2 separate regions of the Sus scrofa genome follow, and region 2 is linked to region 1. The links are chromatin contacts, called in public promoter capture Hi-C maps. All regions are on one chromosome and are shown on one strand. The core of a region is the stretch at or near the end of the contact, and the rest is flanking DNA. Distances in the headings are between cores, read along the strand shown. Region 1 holds the start of AMDHD2 (N-acetylglucosamine-6-phosphate deacetylase). Region 2 holds the start of TRAF7 (E3 ubiquitin-protein ligase TRAF7).

Region 1 (4,668 bases), core at 968-3,467:
ACATCCGACTCCAGGACAGGAGAGCTGGGGGGTAGTTTCCACAAAGATGTCCATAGCTGACATTTATCAAGTATTTTTTTTTCTTTTTAGGGCCGCGCCCGCGGCTCATAGAGGTTTCCAGGCTAGGAGTCAAACTGGAGCTGCAGCTGCCGCCCTACACCAGAGCCACAACAACGCGGGATCCAAGCTGCGTCTGCGACCCACACCACAGCTCGCAGCAACACCAGATCCTTAACCTACTGAGCGAGGCCAGGGATGGAACCTGGAACTTCACGGTTCCTCGCTGGATTCATTTCCGATGAGCCACGATGGGAACTCTTACCAAGTATTTACTGTGAACGAATCACAGTTATTGAGCACCCACCTCCAAGAGACGGATTCCGTTATCATTCTTACTTAAGGTTTGAAAAAAATGGAGGCTCAGAAACAAGTAACGATTGTCCGGACTCTCTCAACCCCGACTCTCTCAGCCGATAGCGGAAGTTAGGAGGCGGGACCCCACAGCTCCAGCCTCTGAGTCTTGTGTCCACAACCTAGAGGGAACCCCAGAGCAGGCAGTACAACCCCAGATCCTGAAATGGACCCTGTGCTGGAGGAAAGCTACAGAACTGGAACACAAATGGCAGCCTAAAGGAGGGCCCTGTTAATTTCATAAACTCGGTGACTCGACTCTGCTCGAATAAAAGACTAGACGAGCTTTTAGGAAGAGGTTAAGATGCAGGCCACCTACTTTCAAGCAGTTCAGTAAAACAGAACACCACACAGGCAGAGAAAACAAGATCAAATGCTAAAATGCAGAAAAGAGCAAAACTGGAGAACCTTCATGAGAAGTTAAATTTTTTTTGTCTTTTTAAGGCCGCACCCGCAGCACATGGAGGTTCCCAGGCTAGGGGTCTAATCCGAGCTATTGCCGCCGGCCTACGCCATAGCCACAGCCAGGCCAGATCCGAGCTGCATCTGTGACCCTGTGACCTACACCACAGCTCACGACAACACCAGAGCTTTAACCCACTGAACGAGGCCAGGGATCGAACCCCTGCAACCTCATGGTTCCTCGTCGGATTTGTTTCCGCTGCACCACGACAGGAACTCCAAAAAATTAAATTTTTTAAAAGGAAAAGGAACCGCAGACAAGGGAATCCCAAGAGCTACAGGTGAGGGAGAAGAGGAGTGGGGAGCGCTGGCAGGAGTACAGAGGAAGGCCCAGGATAGACCCTGGAGCTCCCTTCTGGAAAACTCGTTCACTGGAGTCACATACCACAAACCGGTCGGGGCGGGGGATAAGCAACTAAGAATGTGGCAATCAGAAGGTTCCCTCGACCTAGTCAAGGCGGTGGTTTCTGGTGCCTGGAGGGGCCGGAGTGCAGGGTGGGGAGGGCAGGCAGCAGCTGCAGGCCGAGCTGGTAGAGGGATACCTGCTTGAGGAAGCCGAGGGGGAAGGGGACCCCGGGGACCCCAGGGACCCCAGGCCCAAGTGAGGCTAGACTCAAGTGACAAAGGGTGTCTGCACAGGGAAGAGACGAGATTTGAAAATTGATGAAGGTGGGTGCTTCTGGGGCCTCCTACACTGGAGGCCGGCAGCCTGAACTCACCTTGTGATAAACCTCCGGTGGCGAGGTGACCAACGTGGGGCAGAAGGAGGTAACTCCGTGCGACAAAATCCTCCGGGCCACCAAGGCGACTCCCGAACCCACGTCCTCCGTGGCCTGAGAGAAGTCAACGCCAAATCCACCTGCGGCCACAGAAAAGAAGAGGTTCGCACGGGGCCCAGAGCTCCTCCTCTGGGTCCCCAGCCAGCGGCCCCAGCCCGTACCGTTGATCTGCACGTCGATGAAGCCAGGCGCTAGGATGCAGCCCCCGCAGTCCCGCTGCTCATCAGCCACGCGCCGCTCCTCAAAGAACAGCTTCTCGGGGTCCAGAACGCGGCCCCCGCGCACCCACAGATCCTCCCTGCGCACAGATGGAGGCGGGGGCTCGCATCGCCGGTCCCGAAGCCCACCGCAGCGGCCCCGGCCCCGCGCCCCGCGCCCACCTGAGCAACGCCCCGCCCCGCAGGATGCGGCAGTTGGTGAACTGGAGCACCGGGGCCCGGGCCGCGCCCTGCCCGCCGCGCATCCTGAGCCCAGCTGAGCGGAAGGCGCCGGATCCCGCGCCGACAGTTCCGGCCCCGCAACGCGGCCGGGCCCACGTGACCCTCAGCTGACGGAGCGCGCCCACGTGACCGGCGCGCCCACGTGACCGGCGCGCCCGGCGGCTCCGCAGTGACGCGGCGGCGCGCTTCGCGGGAGGCCCGACCCCGCCCCAGTCCCGCCGAGCGAGCCACACACACAGGCGTCCAGTCACATCCGAGAACTTTATTGGACACAGTTCAGCGCCAGGGCCCGGTGGGCCCCGAGCAGCCGGGCGGCAGGAGGGTGGTTCCATCCCACGAGTCTCAGGGCAAATGGTAACCTCGCGACGCAACAGTGTACCTGGGATGACTATATAGTTGGGAGACGAGGGCTGCTCCACAGACGAATGAACGGGTCAAAACTTTATAAATAAACATCCAGTGAAGAGAAAGTGACACCTCTAATTCATCCTTATACACAGAGCACTCTAGGGGTGGGCGCGGCCGGAGGCCTGCATCCTCACTGGTCGGGGGCCTGGATGGGTGAGTGGTGGCCCGGACGTCCACGGCACGGGGCTGGCAGGGGCAAGGCTGGGGCAACAGACGATGGGCACTAGGACACTGCGCATTTACAAGACCAACTACAGGGGGGCGGAGGCCCCGTGCGTGTGTGTCAGGCTGTTCGTTCTGGAATGAGGAGGGGTGGTCTTTACATCCTATTCTGTGTCTGGTGGGCCCGGAGGGGCTACTTTGTGGAGAGGATGAGGGCAACGATGAGACCGTAGAGGCCGAGCACTTCCGCGAAGATGAGGATGAGGATCATGCCCACGAAGAGCCGGGGCTGCTGGGCAGTGCCCCGCACGCCTGCATCGCCCACAATGCCGATGGCAAAGCCGGCTGCCAGCCCGCTCAGGCCCACACTCAGGCCAGCGCCCAGCTGAAGGAAACTCCTGGGGGAGAGAAAGGACGTGAGGTGGGTGTCAGGCAGCAGCCAGGGGGGCGGCGGGCCTGGACCACCAGCCACCCACCCACCCACCCACCCGAGGCGCCCTCTCAGCCCCCGGCCGGCACTCACTTGTAGAGACTGATGCCTTCAGTCAGGGAGTTGGCGATGAGGACTGCCACCACCAGGCCATAGATGGCGATGATGCCTGCCATGACCACGGGGATGATGGACTTCATGATCAGCTCTGGCCGCATGACAGACATGGCTGCGATGCCAGTGCCGCTCTTGGCCGTCCCATAGGCGGCACCCAGGGCTGAGGGGGGAAGGTAAGGTCAGCCCAGGGCACCTGGACCAGGACCCTGGAGTACCCTTGGGCATACCTGAGGGCCACACAAAATCCCCCACAAAGGCAAAGATGAAAGTGCCAGCCAGCCAGGAACAGGTGGAGCGGGGTGATGGCTGGGCCCTCAAGGGGCCCCGTGCAGCCTGGGCTCCTTCTCCAGAGGCCAAGGCTGTCAGGCCAGTCCGGGCTCCAGCTCCCCTGGGAAACACAACCCATGCTCAGCAGCACGCCCCACTCCTGCTACCCAGGTCCCATGTTCCCAGGAAGCCCTGGCACAGCTGCCTGCACCCTAAAAGGTGGAGCTTAACAGGTACGGGAGCCCCGTCACAGGGGGAACCAGACAGCTGGGCCCCAGAAGCCTGACAGATTCCAGGCACCTTTTGTCTCATGCACTTTCCCACATTAGGAAAGGCCTGGAAAGCATGAGCTGAGTATCTCCAAGAGCCCAGATGTTGGGCCAGGGTCAGGCCACCAGTCCAGTGGGTGACACTCCCACACCCAGTGGAAGAGCCACTGCCACACAGGCTTGGGGGAGCTGGGCTGGCCGTTCTTGCCCTCTCAGGCCAGAGCCTCGCCACCTCCCCACTCTGCCCACCACCGCCCGCCCTGAGGGCTCATGTGCACAGCCACAGGCTGAGCACTCTGCCAGGAAAGGCGCTCTCGGCACCCTCAACCACACAGTAGGCTGGGACCCTTGAGTTTGGAGAAAGGACGAGCCCAAAAGAATAGGGCACAGGACGGAGTTCCCGTTGTGGCTCAGTGGTTACCGAATCCGACTGGGAACAATGGGGTTGCAGTTTCGATCCCTGGCCTTGCTCAGTGGGTTAAGGATCCAGTGTTGCTGCGAGCTGTGGTGTAGCTTGCAGATGCGGCTCAGATCCCGAGTTGCTGTGGCTCTGGTGTAGGCTGGCGGCTATGGCTTCTTTTCGACTCCTAGCCTGGGAACCTTCATATGCTGCGGGAGCGGCCCAAGAAATGGCAAAAAGATCAAAAAAAAAAAAAAAAAAAAAAGAAAAGAAAAGAAAAAAACTGGGCACAGGAAAGACAAGGGGCTGGGGGCCGTCACCCAGGCAACACGAGGCCCGGACAGCTTCTGCTAAGGCCCCAATAAGGGAGTGGGGGACTTGGCATCTAGGAATCCATCTTCTCTGCCACTGTCCCTCCTCCCTCTTTCCAGGGTGGGCAGCCTTCCTGAAAGCCCCCCTTCTCCTGGCTTATCTCCAAGTCTACAAAGACAACTGCGAGCACAACACAGAGCCACAGGGAACA
Region 2 (4,668 bases), core at 557-3,056, 300 kb after region 1:
TGACAAAGACTCTGACCCTGGGGAAGCTAGGAGCCTGGTGGGGGAGGCAGAGGCTTGGAAGTGGTACTGAGCTCTCTTTGACCTGCCAAAGGCACTCTTCTGTGGGTTCCTCTTTCTCCTAAGTCGATACCGAAAACTCTGATCTTCTCCATTCCTTTCCAGAAAGACACAGCCACAGCGGACTTACGGAAGGGAGCCTCAGTTTGGGGCCCTGCCTTCCCACCAGTTGTCTCATTCAGTCAGGCGGCCCATCTCCCTGCTCTCCCCCAGAAGGAGCATCTGGCTTCCTGGAGATTATGCTGCGATAGGATGCAGGCACCTTGAGACACAGGGACTGGGGCTTCCATGGGCAAACCTGAACGCCCAGAGCAGTGCCAGTGGGGATTTGTGATGGGGGGGGGCAAGAAAGGAATGAGGAAGAGGGAGGCCACGCACTTGGCCAAGGCCCAAGCCAGGTGAGAGGGCCTACGTGTGCTTGGGGGGGGGGGCGACCGGAGAAGGGTGGGCTGACGGGCTGGGCAGCACAGGGCTCTGAGCAAGGGGCGCAGCGATGCTGAGTGGCACCCTTCCCCTCCTCCCAGGGCAGGGTGCCATCCGGCAGGACCCCAGACTCGGCCCCAGCTGATGGCCCTGGCCTGGCTCAAGACAACCAGGCCAGGTCAACAGACTTGGAGAGAGGGCCCCACCCCCCTCTTCCCAGCCTCCTCACTCTCACCGACTTCCCCACTGAAGCCAGCGGGCCTCCTCCACACACAACCAGAGGCTTCTTACTGGACTTAGACCTGATGGCCGCTCTCCTGTGCTGGATCTCCCAACAGCCTCCCTTGTCAGCACAGGACAATCCCCGTGAGGCCTCCCCGACTTCACCTCTCCCTCCTTGCTGGTGTCTGCCAAGCTTTCTCACTCTAGGCCTTTGCATCTCTTGCTCCCTTTGCTCAGCAAGCCCTTCCAGAAACTCCCCAGGCCAGACAGACTGCTCACTGCACCGCCCCCTCCCCAAGCCATTCAAGAGCCCCCCAGGACTCTCTCAACGCCAGGTTTCTTTCTTTCGCGGCACTTATCACAACCCCTCAGGACTGTCTCTGTGTATGGTCAGTCCCCCCCACTTTCTAGATCCCTGCTTCTCAAAGGGGGAATGCATGGAAATGTTTGGAGACATTTTTGGTTGTCGCATTGAGAAGGACAGGATACTGGTTTCTAGAAGGTGGCGATCAGGGACGCTGCTCAACATTCTACAAGGCACGGAAGGGAATGATGGCCACGAAGTGTCAAGAGTGGTGAGACTGAGAAACCCTGCGCTCAGAGAAACCCTAAGAGCCTAAGAGAACGAGGGTCACACTCTCCGTAGTCTCCCGGCGCCTATAACAGTGCTGGGCACCCGGCGGCGATCAGTAAAGGCAGGAAGAAGGAATGAATAAGGAGAGTATGGAGGAAGGGAGCGAGCGACGGACCAGCTGATGGACAGACAGGGAGATCCCGGCGGGCCTCAGCCCCGCCCCCCAAACGCGACCCCCCCCCCCTTCCCGGGCCCCCAACACGCCCTCTCCCCCGGCCCCACCGCGCGGCCCCAAGGCGCGAGCCCCAGACCCAGTACGCCGCGCAGACACTCACCCGCCCGTGGCCGCTCGAGAACGGCAGCACCACCCTCCCGCTTCATCGTGCCCCTCGGCCGCTGTCCGGGAAAGGGACTGGACGCTCGAGCCGGAAGCGCTCTGGCGCTGCGCCCGCCGGGATTCGTAGTTCCCTGGCTCCCGGGACCCGCGGCGGCAGCCTTACGGGAGGTTCTTAAGAAACTATGACTTCCGGCGGGCTCTGACGTCGCAGAGCCGGATTGGTGACTTCGGAATCACTCTATGTTGCAGATCGGAGTCTGATTGGTTTTGTACATCCGTCGTTCACAGTTGGGTTCAATGGCCTCTGCAAAAGGGTGGAGTTTCGGCTGTCAGGTCCAGGAGACCGCCCCCAAAAGAAATGCCAAGGCGCGATTGGTAGAGACCGGGGAGTAGAGAGCGGAGCGTATCAGCGGTGAGGAGGGCAAATACTTCCGCCCGGCTTGCCCAATCGCAGAGGTGAGGCAGTTTCTATAAAAGCTTGAGCCTCGCACCCTCGCATTCTTTCGGAATCAAGGAAGAGATCGGTGTGCTCATTCTTCCTACCTCTGTGCACCACGGTCCCGGGAGGACCTGGGCCCGAGGTGGGCCGCGGAGGTGGCCTAAACCCGCCGGCCGACCTAGCCCCCAGGTCCAGCCTCCGTCTGAGCTCCTCCGTGGCCCTCAGCATTCTATACGTTCCTGCCCCCACTTCCCAGTTCTGTCCCGAACCTCCAGCGGTACTTCTCCCTACAGGTAAGGCTGGGCTGGGCCTGCTTACTCCTTTCAGCTCTGAGCCTATGATGAATTGCTTTGACTTCTGACACCTCGTATGAAAGCTGCACGTGCAGTCTGATTATTTTTGCAAGACTGAGGCTTCAGGGTGAGCGCCCTTAAAAGACCTGGGGGTGAAAACAGGCCTTGGCAGAATTGGGTTTCGGTCTACATTTGGGCGCTGTCTGTCTTTCAGGAACATCGGTGACCTGGCAGAAGACTGCGAGGCAAATCATCCATGGGGGCCTGGTTAATAAGGTGGGAGTCCATGTCTGTCCAGAGTGCTCAGCAGTGAAGCAGAGGTGGTGAGTTGATGGGAACGCATGTGTTTCACTCTCACACCTGTTGGTGTTAGGAACGGAAACCAGACCCGGGTGAGTCAGAACAGGGCATTAATCATCGTCCAAAACAGGACGCCTGCTCCCAAGGAATAGGAGGATAGAGCTCCCTTGAGATCCTATACTTTGCTTTCGCCACTGAGGCACTCTGAGATCCAGAAACATCTGCCCTTCAGGCATATGCCATCTCACTGGCACATTTCCAGAATGAGGCTAAAACCCGGGACAACCAAAGGTGGAAAGGTGATACACCTCTATATGCCTCAGGACCTCAGGCCCTAATCACATACTGGAAGGAGGGATCCCCTCCTCCCAACTGCAGCCCCCTTGGAAAGGGCCATAACCGGTCACCTCTCCACCCCTACATTGGTCTGTGTTTCTGGACCGGAAAGCTGGATAGACCACTCCCCAGCTAAGGCGAGCTCCAGGAGAGACCAGTGGGATTCCCCACTACACCTGCGAGCCACTTGGAGACTTCCGCTAGCCCTTAAGCCTCGGCTAAGTAGACATGTCCCTCGTGATCGGCAGTAGACCAGGCCTAGTCTCTGGACCCACCCCTGGGAATGGGGACCAGTCTCCTAGCAACACTTAGACCCTCGCAAACCATACCTGCTACCCAACTGAACACTCATAGTTGGTATGTCCAGCCCGTCCCTGGACATTCTGGGCCACTGTTCCAGCCCAACTAGTTGCCAAAATCCGACAAACGCCCCTGGCAGAGGAGTGGCATTTGGGGCAAGGGGAGAACATTTTTTTGCCCTTGGTGTCAACAGTTGGTGGCATTAAAAGCCAAAGCCTCTGCTTTTTCTCCCAAGTGAGTTTTTTCCCAGCTGACTAACTTGCCCCAGGAAACCTTCCCCATTTGCGCTGAGAAAAGTGGGCCTGGGAAGCATGCAGAGGTCTGGGTACGGGGTAACCTTGGCCATCAGGACCAGGAAGCACAGGGCCATGGAGGGTCTGTCAACTTGAACTGAGGCCCTGTGACGCTCCCAAAGCTGACACTATCTGGCTGTCTTCGCTTAAGCTTTCCTCTAATGCCGTCAGCCTGTCCTCGAGCACTCTCTTGTTTGGGACGACGCAAGAATCACAGTGTCCTGGCTCCTCAGCCAGACAAGGTCACCACCCCAACAACCTAACCTTGCGGTGGGAACCCAAATGAAAGGCCCTCTACCCTGAAGATCAGGCCCGAAACGCCTCCTGACACATAAATCCATTCCCGAGTAGCCTCGCAGCTGCAGGCTTCGCTGCCAAGAGGATGAGTCTCACCAAAATCTCAAGGGCTTTATCCGCTTTCTCATCAAGGACCTGTGCCCTGGGGGACGGGACTATCTAAAGGAAAAATGCTGGACTTCCTGTCCTGGCTCAGCGGTTAGTGAATCCGACTAGGAACCATGAGGTTGCGGGTTCAATCCCTGGCCTCACTCAGTGGGTTAGGGATCCAGTGTTGCCATGAGCTGTGATGTAGGTCACAGATGCGGCTCAGATCCCGCGTTGCTGTGGCTGTGGTGGAGGTCGGCGGCTACAGCTCCAGTTGGACCCCTAGCCTGGGAAATAGGCCGCATGTGCAGCCCTTAAAAAGGCAAAATTAGAAATAAATAAAAACAAAGGAAAAATGCTGCTTCTGCTATAATCAGTCAGGGCTGGTCCAGGAGTGCATCAAGGGTACTGGCATCCTGGGGTTTCCCACCCCGTGGCCTGGCTCCAGCAGTTCCAGACCAAGGATACTAGTCACCCCTAGATGGCTGTTGTTCAGTGTCTGAGTGTAGCAAGAGTCGGGGTGCCCCATGCTACCAGGAAGTAGCTAGGTCACTTGTCGCCCAAGTTCCCCAAAGAATTGGGTCCCCTGGAGTTCCTAGAATCCGACTAGGAGCCATGAGGTTGCGGGTTGGATCCCTGGCCTCACTCAGTGGGTTAGGGATCCGGCGTTGCCGTGAGCTGTGGTGTAGGTCGCAGACGCAGCTTGGATC

What was found. Promoter capture Hi-C pulls out the DNA fragments that hold promoters and counts their contacts.
Region 2: a contact with region 1 is called in a promoter capture Hi-C map of fetal skeletal muscle, with 4 times the contacts expected there. The contact joins the promoter of TRAF7 here to the promoter of AMDHD2 in region 1. A contact is called at or near these places in 4 of 5 promoter capture datasets (fetal liver, fetal skeletal muscle and liver), 2 of 47 Hi-C or Micro-C datasets (heart right ventricle and liver) and 1 of 2 datasets of contacts at active chromatin or transcription factors (alveolar macrophages).

The regions. Positions count from the first base shown.
Region 1 is chr3:39,530,373-39,535,040 of Sscrofa11.1, forward strand. AMDHD2 (N-acetylglucosamine-6-phosphate deacetylase) reads right to left here and starts at 2,218. Exons shown (of 11, transcript XM_013987849.2): 1 at 2,033-2,218; 2 at 1,814-1,950; 3 at 1,593-1,732. The coding sequence starts at 2,115. It overlaps ATP6V0C (V-type proton ATPase 16 kDa proteolipid subunit), which reads right to left. Exons shown (of 3, transcript XM_003124744.4): 2 at 3,186-3,369; 3 at 2,335-3,060. The coding sequence ends at 2,856.
Region 2 is chr3:39,826,644-39,831,311 of Sscrofa11.1, forward strand. TRAF7 (E3 ubiquitin-protein ligase TRAF7) reads right to left here and starts at 1,807. Exons shown (of 21, transcript XM_003124733.4): 1 at 1,612-1,807.